Linked DNA regions of Sus scrofa: all the other regions are linked to region 2. Evidence: chromatin contacts called from public Hi-C and HiChIP or PLAC-seq data. All regions are on one chromosome and are shown on one strand. Each heading gives the region's core, a stretch centred on a gene start, on an enhancer-like site or on the middle of the called end of the contact. The rest is flanking DNA. Distances are from core to core; before and after follow the strand shown.

What was found. Hi-C and Micro-C count contacts between places; a contact is called where the count stands out from the background. HiChIP or PLAC-seq counts read pairs in DNA pulled down with a chosen protein or histone mark.
Region 1: an H3K27ac HiChIP or PLAC-seq map of skeletal muscle shows a contact between it and region 2, with 7 times the contacts expected there. The contact joins two enhancer-like sites. A contact is called at or near these places in 3 of 47 Hi-C or Micro-C datasets (fetal liver and skeletal muscle) and 1 of 2 datasets of contacts at active chromatin or transcription factors (skeletal muscle).
Region 3: a contact with region 2 is called in an H3K27ac HiChIP or PLAC-seq map of skeletal muscle. The contact joins two enhancer-like sites. A contact is called at or near these places in 2 of 47 Hi-C or Micro-C datasets (embryonic fibroblasts and heart right ventricle) and 1 of 2 datasets of contacts at active chromatin or transcription factors (skeletal muscle).
Region 4: a contact with region 2 is called in a Hi-C map of liver, with 2.6 times the contacts expected there. The contact joins two enhancer-like sites. A contact is called at or near these places in 6 of 47 Hi-C or Micro-C datasets (embryonic fibroblasts, heart right ventricle and liver) and 1 of 2 datasets of contacts at active chromatin or transcription factors (skeletal muscle).

What each region holds. Positions count from the first base shown.
Region 1 is chr15:54,521,871-54,525,505 of Sscrofa11.1, reverse strand. It overlaps GTF2E2 (general transcription factor IIE subunit 2), which reads right to left. Exons shown (of 9, transcript NM_001244861.1): 8 at 1,689-1,804; 9 at 1-448. The coding sequence ends at 332. Among named protein-coding and RNA genes, the nearest start is that of SMIM18, 58 kb to the right of the region's middle. Within about 2 kb of position 2,020, at least 26 of the 83 cell types and tissues checked have an H3K27ac peak or open chromatin away from gene starts, as enhancers often do. A contact at or near this core is called in skeletal muscle, where this site is marked.
Region 2 is chr15:54,837,255-54,840,730 of Sscrofa11.1, reverse strand. No RefSeq gene overlaps it. Among named protein-coding and RNA genes, the nearest start is that of DCTN6, 57 kb to the left of the region's middle. Within about 2 kb of position 1,995, at least 30 of the 83 cell types and tissues checked have an H3K27ac peak or open chromatin away from gene starts, as enhancers often do. A contact at or near this core is called in liver and skeletal muscle, where this site is marked.
Region 3 is chr15:54,542,220-54,545,966 of Sscrofa11.1, reverse strand. All of the region lies in intron 8 of RBPMS (RNA-binding protein with multiple splicing), which reads left to right. Among named protein-coding and RNA genes, the nearest start is that of SMIM18, 78 kb to the right of the region's middle. Within about 2 kb of position 2,121, at least 28 of the 83 cell types and tissues checked have an H3K27ac peak or open chromatin away from gene starts, as enhancers often do. A contact at or near this core is called in skeletal muscle, where this site is marked.
Region 4 is chr15:54,563,971-54,567,254 of Sscrofa11.1, reverse strand. The region is part of intron 6 of RBPMS (RNA-binding protein with multiple splicing); the gene reads left to right. Among named protein-coding and RNA genes, the nearest start is that of SMIM18, 100 kb to the right of the region's middle. Within about 2 kb of position 1,409, at least 5 of the 83 cell types and tissues checked have an H3K27ac peak or open chromatin away from gene starts, as enhancers often do. A contact at or near this core is called in liver, where this site is marked.

The DNA.
Region 1 (3,635 bases), core at 771-3,270, 320 kb after region 2:
GACTATCGGCAAACTTGTTCTAAAGTAATACAAGAGGAAAAATGGAACCAGGAACCACTTAGAAGTAGATAAATAGCAAAGACACCTGCATGCCATGCTGAGTGCCTTTCCCCCAAGAAGTGACAGAGGGTAACAGGGAAAAGCACATTTCTCATTAGCCCATTAGTTACAATAAGCTTCGAGACTGGTGATCTGCATTTGTTCTGTAAACTCAACTGCTCCTCTCCTCGGTCCTCAGAAGGAGAATGGGGAGACGGCCAGTCTTCATGTCCCAGCGTCAACGAGGAAGATCTTGACTTTCTAACTCTTTGCTCTCAGACAAAAGTGTTCACTACTTGCCAGGCGCAATGTCTGAGTAGTCCTTCAGCACCCCAGCCAAGTGCTCATTGTGAGTCTTAAACCGTCGCTTTTTCTGAGAAGCAGGCTTCTTCCTTCTCTGAATAGGGGCCTACAGGAGAAGGTAAAAAGAATGAGTAACAACAGCTCTTCAGAGCAGTAATATGGAGAGGATTTATGACAGATGCCCCAGAAGCCAGCAGCAGATTGTGACATTTTTCTGTTCTGTGGCCCGGCTTCACACACACCAATCCATAGCACACTCCCCAACTGTCAACTGCTGCTTTCTGCGACAGTGAAGAGCCTACCTCCACCTTGAAAAAATTGGACTGGGATGAAAGTGAGCAGAACTATTCTAGACACTAAGAACATAAGAAAAGAAGCAGTAAAGCTCTTTGTTTTTCATTTCTATTAGCAGGTTTAAAAATCTATCCACCATTACCAATAAGAAAAGAAGAAGATCTGAAACAAATACAGTAAAATATAGAGATAGGACAACACTGGGAAGTGGAAAGTGGATGGACACAGGAAGATTTGTTAAGTATTATTCTCTTTTAATTCTCTTTACTGTATACTTGAAATATTAATATCACACAATAAAAAAATCAACAAACTAAGCAATGAAAGAAAACCATGAAGTGCTGCATCGCACTGATTCACTGAGATCACGAGCAATAAATTTCCCTTTTAAGGAGTCTAAAAATTCACTGAATGAAACACACACAGAGTCACAAAGAAGGCAAGCTACAAGGCACGACAGTGGGCAAGGGAACAAGGGAGAGTTGCAGAGCTGCCAGTGTCCAGGGTGGTGGTGAAATACACCTCCACCTGGGCTGGAGAAGTCAGTTAGCTGGTACATTTGATTACAAATCTCTCCAGTGAGCAGGATTTGGAGCTATAAAGACAATAGTATCTGGTTCCTAAGGGACCTGCGAGTCAACAAAGACAATTCAGTGTGATCAGGGCTAAGGCAAAGCCAGGCACCAGTCCATGGGGCTCCGGGAGCAAGTGGGAGGGGGCAGGATGAAGGTCATAAAGAAGAGGGTGATGAGCAGGCCCCTGCTAGAAACTGGGAAGACAGCATGCCGGCACTGGAAGTCCATTGGCTGGAGCTTGAGAGCAATCCCTGCCAGGACGGGCTTAGGGCGGGGCTCTCACACACCTGGGGAACAGCACCTGAGGGCCATCCACCCATACACCAGACATGATCTGAATGCTTCTGAGCAAGGTCATGGCATTAAGGACACAGAAAACTCTGGAAGGGAGACCTACCTACCTGCTCTTCAGATAGCCGCACAGGAAGCAAGCTAACAGTTCAAAGAGGAGGCCATTTTCTGCTAGAGAGTACATACCACTTTCTTTGGTCCGGATTCCTGCATGGAAGAAATACCCTGTCGCTTCAGATACTCTTCAATTTTCTCCTCATCCATTGAATCCACGGTGACACTCCTCCACAGTTTCTGAAACTCTGTGCCAACAAGGTAGTCATTATTTTACAAGAGATGTTTACAAGCTCAGCATCTCAGTGACTGAAGTCAAGCTTCAGTATTATCTCCTCTGGTCTAAATCAGCCCATCTGAGATTTCATTATAAAAACAAAGGAAGTAAGACAAGAACAGTCAAATGCTGGACGCTGAGTAGCAGAAGGGCCTGGGAACTGGAACTGTATCCTTACAGATGAGACCAGCACTGTTCTATTTTTAGAGTCTATAAACGATGGGCCATGTGATTGAGGCCTCCCAGCTTTCCTGGGAAGAAAGGCAGTTGACAATTGTCCTTTTATTCTAGAAATCAGTTTTCTCCATTTAAACAGTTCAAATTCCTGCTCATCTCCTGTAAGCTCAGTATACCTGCCCCCGTCCTCTCCCATGGGTGAAAAGAAACACACAGGGAGATGAGGAACCAAAGTTTTTAACGAGAGTGAGGAATTATACCAGTTTATTTGCAAAAGAACTTTCTGAAATCAAACTGGGAATGGGTGACTAAGAGGTCGTAAAAGTGGGGGCTGGGGGGATACTTAGACAGTAACACTGTCTCACCACCCCTGGAAAACAAAGGAGAAAGGCCTTCTGTCCAGCCTGAATCTTGTTCTCAGTGACTCCTACCCCCTCTGGCACATCACGGTTTTTGCAACCAAAAGAGATCACAATGCTCAGAATCAACTCATTTGCATCTTAAATTCTGTCCTTAAAACAGCCTCAAAGAAGAACCAGGTTTTACTTCTTAGCATCTACTTTCTGACACACAAAAAACTGTCTTGTCATACTCTGGATGGCAAAAAAGAAAAGCTCCCTGAGTGCCCTGGGGTCACACGAAGGCCAAGAACACCCCTACCCCTCTGACACAGACCTAATCAAGGTACTGCCCCCTCCTTTCATTCCAAGGCCATTAACTTTCACATACGCAACCCACAGTCCATTCACAAGCTGTAAATAAAGTTGGCAACACAATACTGTGCTGGACCAGACTCTCTCCTTTCCTATTTCAAAACATAACACAGGAAGTAAATAATGCCCTAACAGCTGGGACTCTGATGATACTCAGGAAATCCGTTCTCTATCATACACTGAAAAGCCTTCTGCTGATAATGACCAATGCAGAAACAACAATCTACTACAAAGAATTCAACCTGGGCACGAAGTCATTTCAATCCAAAACATCTTTAGGACAGAGTTCCCATCGTGGCTCGGTAGTTAATGAATTCGACTAGGAACCATGAAGTTTCGGGTTCGATCCCTGGCCTTGCTCAGTGGGTTAGGCATCCGGCGTTGCCGTGAGCTGTGGTGTAGGTTGCAGACGTGGCTTGGATCCCACATTGCTGTGGCTCTGGCGAAGGCCGATGGCTACAGCTCTGATTCGACCCCTAGCCTGGGAACCTCCATATGCCGTGGGAGTGGCCATATACAGCAAACAACAACAACAAACCTCTAAATAAAAGAAAAATTTTTTAATTTCTATAAATACATTAGGAGCTCTTTCTTTCATCTGCATTAAGTTAACTGATGACATTTATTGGCCTGCACATCTTTCTCAACCTCTTGAACAGCTATAAGTACCTCAAGAGTGGAAATTCTGTTTCATAAAAGTTTACCACTAGAGTTGGCACTGAACCTAGTACACTCTCAGCAATTTGACCACTCAACTATGAAATGCCACTGTCTGGGCAACACAGAGTATATTTTCTTTTTACGTGTTTTAAGCTTTTATTCTGAAATAATTTTACATTAAAAGTTGCAAATTTAGTATAAAGAATTCCTGTACACTCTTGGCCCAACTTCTAATGTGAACACTGCATATTA
Region 2 (3,476 bases), core at 746-3,245:
TGCCACAATCTTCTGCATCAGGGCATCGCCAACACAATGAGAAGCCTCTCACTGCAGCAGGGAGGGAGGTGAGGAACGTGGTTTGGCATGGGGGCTGAAGGTCTGGCCAATCTTGTGAACGAGCATCAGATCCCAGTAAACCTGGCCCACCTGCCTGCCCAGGAATGGTTTGGGCTGATGCAAAAAGGAGCCAGACATTGACTTTGAAAACTTCATTCTAGCCCTACTGTGCAAGTCTGAAACCCTGGCCTCATGCAGGGATGACTCCCACTCCCTTTTCTAACAGCTGGAAGGAAGGAATCAGAAAAGCACCTTTCCAGTGCACAGAGATGCGTGGCCATCAAAATAAATTTCAACACATTGGCAGAAAATGCTGGCCTTTTCCTGCTGCAAACTGCCTGCTCTTTGTAACTTAATTCACTATAGGATCCATCCCCCCCCCAAAAAAAAAACCCCTCTTCATGTGCATGCAGGGAAGGCCACCCTTTGGCTTCCCATAGTGCTGAGTGCTTTTATCTTAGACACTCACACAACTGGGCTTCCTGATGGCGTTGCGTGGAAGAGGCCCTCTGGGGCAGAGTTAGACAGGGTGGGGATGGGGTGGTTACTAGTTCATCAAGTCTTTTTAAAATCATCTCAAAAGATAGTTCTTTTGTCATTTGCAGGAGCCGACAAATTTTGAGGCCATCTATGGTGGCTTACAAAAACATAAAAATGAAAAAAAACCAAAGATTTTTAAAACTCAGGTATATTATTGGCACAGAGAAAAGCACAGGCATATATAATTGCTAAAAGAGAGCCAGAAAATTTCTCTAAGTCTCCTTCCTGGAAGCCAGAGGGCAAAGGATCATTACAGGAGCTGCACAGCGTCTGTAGGTGCACTTGGGCTGCTTTGTAGGAATAGGACATGTCTCTTACAACTGAGAACTGAGAAAAATCTTCCCAGTGGGTCCAGCCAAAGAACTCAGGTGCATTGTCTCATCTGAGAAAACAACCAATCTCTCATGACAAAAGATTCATGATATCTAGTGTGGGGTTTTGTTTTGGTTGTGGTTTCTTTCTTTCTTTCTTTCAAATCAGAATCACAGGTTGGCTCAAATAACTTACTCCTTTGGTAGAAATGAGAAAAGCATATGTTGATGCAAATGTGCAAGAAAGAATCACAGGAATAGGGAAAGGGTGCAAGAGGCATTTTATAGCTTGTTGGGAGCAAAGGACAGAAACGTATCTGTAAAAAAAAATCCAAACCTAAAATTCCCACATCAGGAACTATGTGTAAAGTTTGCTGCATCCTCCCTACAGCCCCCACCTCCCTGACTGGCCTGGAGTACTTCCAGCTTGTTGTTATTTATTAAATGGTCATCAGCCCTCCTTTTTGTAACTGGTATTCAATAACTGCCTCATCCCCTCCCTGGAGTTAGCCTGAGTCAGGCTGCAGTGTTCCAAATTGCCAGCAGGTGTCAACAGCTAACATGATTCAGAGAAGCCAGAAAAATGCAAAGTTCTTTTTCTCCACTTGAAAACTTTCCACAGAACCTAATGTGGGCAAAGTCCAAATTCCTAGCCAGGACGTCCCAGACCCGTCGGATTTAATCCAATCATTTTTTACAGCCTTGGTTCTTAGGTTCTTAACAATTCAGGCGCCCATTCAATCAATCAGCAAAGACTTATGGAACATTTGTTTTATCAGGTGCTTTGCTGGGGGGCTGGAGATAAAAAAAAGATGACAGAGATTTCATCTCTGCTCTGGAGAAGCTCACTGCCTACTTAGGAAAGCAGTTTGGGGCTAAGCTGCTATGGTAAAGAGACGTTGATCTCCATGTGCGCAAACACACACACACACACACACACACACACACACCACACACACACACACACACCACACACACACACACACACACAGGCTTAAAGAAGGTTCAGTTTATTTCTCACACCAAAACCAGAGTGGTCCAGACTAGAGGGTCATGTGGGGATCTGGCTTCTTCCCATCTTGTTGTGCGTCATCATCCGTAGGATGTTGTCCTTAGTTGCATGGTTAAGGCAGGGTCATGACCGTATCCAAGCTTCAGCCTGGGAAAGGGGAAGGAAAAAGGAGGACAGGCAATTTCCTTTTAAGCAGGAAACACTGACGGTATACCTACCTTTTTATACACTTTGCAGGATAGGGACCCCATCATGTGGCCATATCTAGCTGCAAGGAAGACTGGGAAATGTAGTCCTTATTGTTGGCAGTGGCATGCCCAGCTAGCAATAAGTTGGTCAGAGAGCATCTCTGTTTTTCATACAATCTAACTTTACTTTTTTTTGGAGGGGTTTTTAAGGCCACACCTGCAGCATATGGTGGTTCCCAAGCTAGGGGTCTAATCAGAGCTACAGCTGCTGGCCTGCCACCACAGCTGTAGCAACACCAGATTTGAGGCGCGTCTGTGACCTACACCACAGCTCACAGCAACACTGGATCCTTAACCCACTGAGTGAGGCCAGGGATCAAACCTGCCACCTTGTGGTTCCTAGTCGGATTTGTTAACCACTGAGCCACAACGGGAACTCTGAGTTATATTCTTAAGGCATGAATATAAGTTGCTCAGGTGGGAAAGGAGGAAGAACATTCTAGAATGTGAAGAGCATCTGTAGAGGTCTGTAGTCATGGTGAGGCCAGCTATGTTGGTACATTTGTTATGGGGTACATGTATTGGCAGGGGGAGGAAGACAGGAGAGAAACTGGAAAAAAGGAGTAGAATCATATTGTGCTAAGTTTCCTACTCCAAACCAAGGCACTTGGATTTTACCCGACTGAGCAGATGCTTTGGGGGTAATTCCCAAGTCTAGGGGCCAAACCAGGTCCCCAAATTCCTGTCACTCTATGTGGGTGGGCTCCAGGCATCCCAGTGTATTGCGCTTGACACCACTGAGACAGTGAGCAGAAATAATGTGGCAAGGGGTGTGTGTGTGTGGTTTTGTTCTTGTTGGATATGACTTGTGTATGTTATGGAAACAAAAGGAAGGATGCAGAAGCCAGAGGTTGAGAACATCAGAGAGAAGGGATGATGGACAGTTTTATATTCCTCCGAAGGGCTCTTGGCCAATTCAATGTGGAAAGGAAGCACCTAGCTTTTGGTAGGAGAGGAAAAGGCGGGCTTTTGCTTGGTGCTGGGAGGAAGAGGCAGAAGTTGCTGTCTCAGCTGTTTCTATTTCTCTGCCCAGGAGGAGCAAGATCACCTGCCAAGAGTGAGGGGATCTGAGGAGAGTAGAATGGTTGGAAACTGTGCTTGTGAGGGTAAGACAGTGAGTGGACAGGCAAAGCCCAGCAGTGTTACTCAGTAGATCATCAATGTATTTGCCTCTCCACATATCCAATCAACAAATGTTCACTGAGGTCAAATAGGATGGTAGGCAGTGGTGGATGCAGAGAGGAGTAAAGCACAGCAGCCAAGAACAGGGTTTCCCTGCACAGTGGTGCAAGTTGTGCACTGCCC
Region 3 (3,747 bases), core at 872-3,371, 290 kb after region 2:
GGGGACTGCCCTGGGGCATGACTGAGTTGTAATGGAGTCTCACTGGATTCCTCTAAACTGCAGGGCTTTTCTAGTGGTGGAAGATTTTGGTGACTTGTCTTTTCCATTGATAACCAGCTGTCACTTCTCAGTTTGTCCACTTCTAGCAGGAAGCGTGGTCTCAGAACACTGAGGCAGCGTCCCCAGAGGTGACCCGCCTGCTGGGCACCATGTGGGGCTTCCAGTCTCTGGAAAGCTTGACCTAGAACAGCAGGAATGCCAGGCGCAGGCCAACAGCAGTTAGGTCTCAGCCCAAATAAGGTGGCAGATTTCATCCCTCTGAAGGGCCTATAAAGAAAGATGAGTCAGAACAAGAACAAGATTCCTGCTAAGGACAGAGAACCAGGCAGTTGGGCCTAGGAGGTTATTACCACATTTGGGTAAATAATCTGGTGCTCGGAACACACTTCTCAGTGCCCTCCAGAGGTGCAGGCGTGGGCCTCATCCGGGCTTCTCTGCCTGGACAGGCAGACTTACCAACAAGCACATGTTCTTCCACATCACACAGGGCAGCCAGCAGCTATCCTGCTAGTCCTGCAGCCTGCTTTCTAATTAGTCAGGTTTTCCTTCAGTCATGGTGCTGAATAACGATGCTCACAATATTCTAATTCATGGCACCACTCAGCAGCACTGTTTAAAATTGTTTTTGCCTTCCGCTCTCCTCTGTGGAATTGAAGGACCAATTAAAAGCTACCTATACAGTATTTTGGAAGCAGGTTAGTGATATATATATATATATATATATTTTTTTTTTAGAATCCAGTAAATCAACCCAGGCCTTAACCCCGCTAGGAAGCAACAAAAGTCAGTGTAAGGGCCTGTTGACCCAGGGAAGGATAACAGCAGCGTGGCCCTAGGGCGCAAGGTCCTGGGGCGTGGGGAACCAGTAGTGGGGAGAGTGTCTTCAGTCCCAGCCTTATTCACAGTGGGGCTCGCCAATTCCAGGGCCACTCACTGGTCCTAAGAGTGAAGGAGGCTTTTCTCTCCCCAGATCCCAAGTCAGAGGACACTGCTTCTGGAGACAGGCCTGGGCAGTGATGAGGATGTCTGGCCCCAAGGTGGGGCCTTCTGAGGGTGGGGGCTGGGATCCACACAAGAAACTCTGGGGGTGGGGTGGAGGTGGGGGTGGGGCGGCAGCGTTAGAATAGGGAGGATTTTCTGCCTACCTACTGAAGGCTGTTCCCTGGAGGCTTCATAGACTGAACCTTTTTACTAATAAGCTTTTTTATTACAAATGAATACTAGCATTTGTTTTCTTAAAAATCAAGCTGACAGGTATAAAATGAAAACCAAACCACTCTTACTAAAAACCTTAGTCATAGGATGCCCCACGTTTATTGGGATTTGGGTGGAAAGAAATATTCCTTACCTGACTTTTGGTAAAAATGAATAAATGTTAAGAGAAGCTCTTGGGGAAGAAATTATTAGTAAATAGGTCAAGTATGTGTCAATGGAATGGGGGGAAACAGGATTTTTTTTATTGCTGGCATAAACAGACTCTAATGCACCAACTTACGGCCTTGTGTCAGGCAAGAGCAGCCTGTCCTGTCTCCACATTGCTCCCCCACCCCCACTGCAGGCAGCCAGCACCTCGACCCCTGCCCAGTAGCTGCTGTCCCCAAGTACCAAGGGGCCACATTCTGTCTTCAAATGGGGACAGTTGTGACCTGTTTCAGACCAGACTTTATACACATTTTGTTCCCTTGTTTATCACGTCACATGCATGCCCTAGTTGACCCCCTTTTGGGAAAGGTTGTGAGGAGAGTCTGCCTCTCTCAACAGAGCCTAGCCCTCCCCCACCCCCCACAGTGCTCTCTTCCCGGATGTCTTCGCATTCTGTTTAAAATGTCCTTGTTAATACATTCCAGGGTTTGAACTCCGTTCCTAGCTAAACCCCTTTCCTTGTTTACAGGGACTGAAATAGCCACATTTTGACCTTCTGTTCGGTCTGGAACATCTGTGGCAGTGCACACGCATTCTTTTCCCATGTGAGAACTGCACTCACCCAGCACAGTTATGGAAAAGCTCAGGAAGCCATCGACTCACACCCCCTTCCCTGATCTTTTTCAGTCCCAAAGATCAGTCTTTGCACTCAGCCAAGACTGACCGGCCCTGTCCACCTTTCTCTGCTTGGAGGCCCAGAGTACCATGAAGTCAGGTGGGTGGCTTATGGGAGAGCTGGAGGCACCATCCCATGCCCGGGATCAGCTCTCTGGAGAGGCCGCCCTCAGGCCGGTGAGCAGGGCCCACATGGCCCCTGGGCACAGCCCCCCAAGCTCTCAGCCCAGCCCAGGTTTTATCCAGGCAGGCAATCCACATCGCTCTTGTTTCATTTGTCAAAGTGCCTGCATTTTTGCTACATGCAAGTGAGTAAGTTGGAGTAGAGGGAGGCAGAGATAGCCTTGAGGGAAAAATAATCAAGGTAATCCTTGAGAAAGCCCAGGTGTGGCCTGGACAGTGAGAGCTCCTTGTAAGAGCTGAGAGGAGAAAGCCCATAGGCTGAAGGGTCGAGAAAGGTCTGAGGAAGTGGGGTTTTCAACTGGGTTGTGAGGAATAGTAGGGTTTGCATGTTCTGAGTATCTCCTCACACAAGGGAGGAGGCAGGAATAGGGCCAGCATGTTCCTATGGATCATGACGAAGCTGAGGGTCTTGGGGAGGCACTGGAGATGTGAGCAAGGTCAAGGGAGATGCTTTAGGAGTCTCATCTTGCTGCCCAAAGCGTAATGCAGGGAGAGTCAAGAGGAAGCACAAAACAGGAGAAGCAAACCAAGGTCGTGACACCAGTGTCAGGAAGGTAGAGTGACCAGAGGGTGCAGATTCGTGTCAGGGACAGAGCCGTGGGAAGGGAAGCTGGAGAGTCTGGGTACAGAGGTGTTGCCTTTGAGGTGGTGGCAGAAACATCCAGGGCAAAGCTGATCAGAATGGGGAGAACAGCCTGGGATCTGTGGAACCACAAAGCAGCCAGAGCTGGTAACCTGCGCTTGCTCAGAGATAGCCTTTGATCCCTGCTCAGAGCAAGCAGGCCCAGCCGGCCTGGCCCTTCCTTACCCAGCCAGGGCCAGGGGGGACTGTACAGCCGTGTCCGTCCTTACCCAGATGGTCCAGCTGTGGAAGGTGGAGTGTTCCTCGCCTGCTCATGCAGTCCTTGAAGGTGGGGCAGCTTTGGTTTCAGGCCTTTGGTCACAGTGTGGAGTCACCACACCCAGTCTCAGCCACTTTCCAGGATGACCCTCCCAGGCCCTGCTCTGTAAGAGGCTGCTGGTGGCTGCCAGGTCTCTTAGGTTCCCAGAGCCCAGGAGCTGCCCGGTGCTGTCCCTGTTGAACTGTCCCAAAGTGGGAACTGCTGTTCCTCAGAAACTATTTCCCGGAATCAACGTACAGTTTGGGTTGCTGGTACGTGGCCAAATTTGAGATGACAGAGAACTTGTCACTCTAGGCCTGACAAGCCCAGGGTGTGGAGGAAGGAAACTGGCCTTGTCTCCTGTTCCCGAAGCTGGTTTCCCTCTTCTGTTGACAGAGACTGGGAGGGAGCTGGGGGAGCCACCTGTGGCAGCCAGAGGGCCACGGGCCAGACCTTTGTGGGGGCATGAGGCCAGAGCTTGTGAGTTCACTGGGGAACATCAGCTGCTACAGCCCCAAAGATAATGCCTGACCCCTTGGGAAGATGCCCCAAGTCTGGGCATGCTTAGTCCTGCCACCCGGCCAGG
Region 4 (3,284 bases), core at 160-2,659, 270 kb after region 2:
GGCCTCATGCAGTGGGTCAAGGATCTGGCGTTGCCATGAGCTGTGGTGTACGTTGTAAATGTGGCTCAGATCCTGCATTGCTGTGGCTGTGACGTAGGCCGGCGGCTATAGCTCTGATTGGACTCCTGGCCTGAGAACCTCCGTATGCCTCGGATTTGGTCCTAAAAAGAGAAAAAGACCAAAAAAAAAAAAAAAAAAAAAAAAAAGAATAGCCTGCATTTGGAGTTTCCACTGTGGTGCAGTGGGTTGAGGACCTGGCATTGTCTCTATGGTGGCTCAGGTCACTTCTGAGACAAGGGTTTGATCCCTAGCCCGGGAACTTCCATATGCCACGGGTATGGCCAAAAAAAAAAAAGAGTAGCCTGACTTTTATAAATAGACTCCTTTGTTTCTTCACAAAGATTGCTGTCTACATATCAAAGATTGCTCTTCCCTTAGAAAAAAAATGCTTCTCTGAGCTTTGGTTTTAGTGCAAGTAGTAGTCTTCAATATTAAGAGTCAGGCTGATGATCAATAGCAAATACGATAGAAAGACTGTAGCTTTCATTTGTCTTATTGCATGTGTAACTCCCACAAGCCGGAAAGCCTGCTTTTAAAAACCCATCAGCCTGGAGATGTGGGGGTTTTGTCTGTTTTGTTTCGTGTTTACTTACAAGGCTGGATGATAGGAACAGCTTCCCAGAAGACCCTTCTGACTTAAAACTCTTTCATGTTGTATAGGACACTGGCGGCCCCAGAGAGGCTTCTTGCAGGCGGCCAGGGGTCAGGGGCATTACTAGATGGCCGTCCTTCCGTTCTCTTTCGGCTCAGTTGTCAGTGTTCCGGGCACGCGTGGACAGCCCGGGTGGCTGGGCCTCGTGAGTGACTGCCCTCTGTGTTGGGGGAGGGCATAGGAAGTAGTAAAGTAGTGAAGAAAAAAGGTGGTGGTGGTGAGAGTTCTTGGCCCAGAAAACAGAAGTACCAAGGTTCTTCTGAGACTCTCTACCTCATTTCTGGATTCTCAGCGCTTTTGGCCTTTCCTTCCCCTGCTGCTTTATTTCCTCCTTTGTCCGTGTCAGCACTTGGTCACCCCTGCCACAGTAGGTGGCCGGGGAGTAAGGGAGGAAAGTAAACCCGCACATACCTCCTGCTGACTTCTCAGGATGCCGGTCGTGGCCTCAGGGATAATTGTGTACATGCTTTGAAGCAACTCAAAAAGTGTTCCCTGCTTGTCATCCACCCCACCATCCATGGATACATGGTCCCACCCCTTCCTTTCTCTGGACTGCCTAAATACAGATCAATTGGCCATTGAGGCAAATATTGATGATACCATGAAATGGTGCCGAGTTTGCACGGTCTTCCAGCCCTCCATGACTTTGGTTAATTGGCAGCAAAGGCTTTCACCTTTGCCCTGGAAAAGCAAGATTTGAAGACGGGCAAAGGGGACTGGGATTGGTGGCTTTTGGCCATGACATCTGGGTCATTTGCCCTTGCTTCATTTATACCACAGATGCAATCACAAGGCATTCTGGTGCTATGGTGGGAGAAAGAACTAAAAATAAAAGGCCTTAAGAGATTAGAAAGCCCAGGGCAGGAGTTTCCATTGTGGCTCAGCAGGAACAAACCTGATTAGTATCCATGAGGATGTGGGTTCCATCCACGGCCCTGCTCAGTGGGGTAAGGATCTGACGTTGCTGTGGCTATAGTGTAGGCCAGCAGCTGCAGCTCCAATTTAGTTCCTAGCCCCAGGGACTTCCATATGCTGTGAGTGTGGCCCTTAAAAAATAAATAAATTAAAATACAGAAATCCCGTTGTGTTGTAAGAAAGGATGGGGAGAGATAGTGCTGAGATTAGATGGACTGACTCGACCACTATGACTTAATGGGATGTCTTGCCCCTGGTGTCACCTTCCCCGTGAGCTCTTCCTTGATCTTGAGACTTGCCCAACTTGGAATCCGCTTGGCATGGCCACGTCAGTCCTAGAGTTGGTGGGACTCTCATCTGGCACCGGTGGGATCCTTCTGCTCAACCTCCCCTTCCTGTTTGGAGTCACTCCCAGTGCAGGCTTGGGTTCCACATCCTAGAGACTGGTGAACACATATGGTTCTTTAAATGTCTTTGTCCAGTATGAGAATCAGAAAAATGAACTGGGAGAAACTTTACAAATCAGCTGGTTTGACCCATTTGACAGATGAGGAAACAGGCCGGAGAAGATGGAAAGAATTGTCCAAAGGCACAAGTGGCTCTGCCATGACCGGAGCCAGGTCACCTGCCTCCCGCCTCTTTCCACAGCTCAGTGCTGGCTCACCAGAGACTAATTCTTTGACGGAATTTTGGAAAGGCCTTGCTCCAGTGCTCCTTGGATCTTTCCTCTCTAAGTAGATGGCAAGCCTGTAAGAAGAGACTTGAAGGCAGAAACAAGGGAATCAGAACTTCCCCTGCACCCAAAGGGCCTAAGAGACTTTTTATTATCTGGAGGTAGAGTAGAGGGAAGGCCAGAGTGGATAATTCCGTTTTTGTTTTGGAAATCATTATGATTATGTCTTTGAAGATCAGCTCTTAAATAATTTTGCTTTTTCTTAGCAATGTTGTGCTCTGTTTTGAGACATGGATTTTTTTTTTCTTCTAGTGTTTCTCTCCTGAGGCAAAGCCCAACACACCTGTCTTTTGTCCACTTCTCCAGCAAATTAGATTTGTCTCTGGGAATGTGTTTGTAACATATCAACCTACTGCAGACCAGCAGAGGGAGCTCCCATGTTGAATTTGCTCATTAGCTATTCCCCACCTCCACCCCCTCCAACCTTTGGCAAAAACTACTTCTTGGTTAACATTTGAGAGATTTCAATAAAAGTTTTAATTAGAGCAAAACTGATCTCAAGCAGACTGCAGCGTTTTGTTTTCACGGTGATGCGATGCTGGAGCTAAGGTGTTATCTCTGACTGAGATTCTGGGCGAGCTGGGCGCGGGACACTAAGCCTCCGTGATGTGGGAGAAGGATGCAGGGCAGCGCAGGGAGACCCGGTCCCGTGTCTTTCCTGGGCTCCTGAACCCTCAACAGTTGCCTGTTCGAAGATTCTCGTTCTAGCATCCATTTGTGACACATCTGCCAGGAGGTCTCGCTCCAGCGGGGATGGATGTGTTTTTTCCAGTCTGTCTGATCCAGAAGGAGGAGGACCCAGGAGAGACAGGAACTGTCACAGAAAAGGAGCTACGTCATATTTCTGCTTCTCTCCAGCTTCCGTCTGTGGTCTGGTGCCAACATCCTCTCCAGTGAAGGTGCTTATTTTCAACATCCAATCCT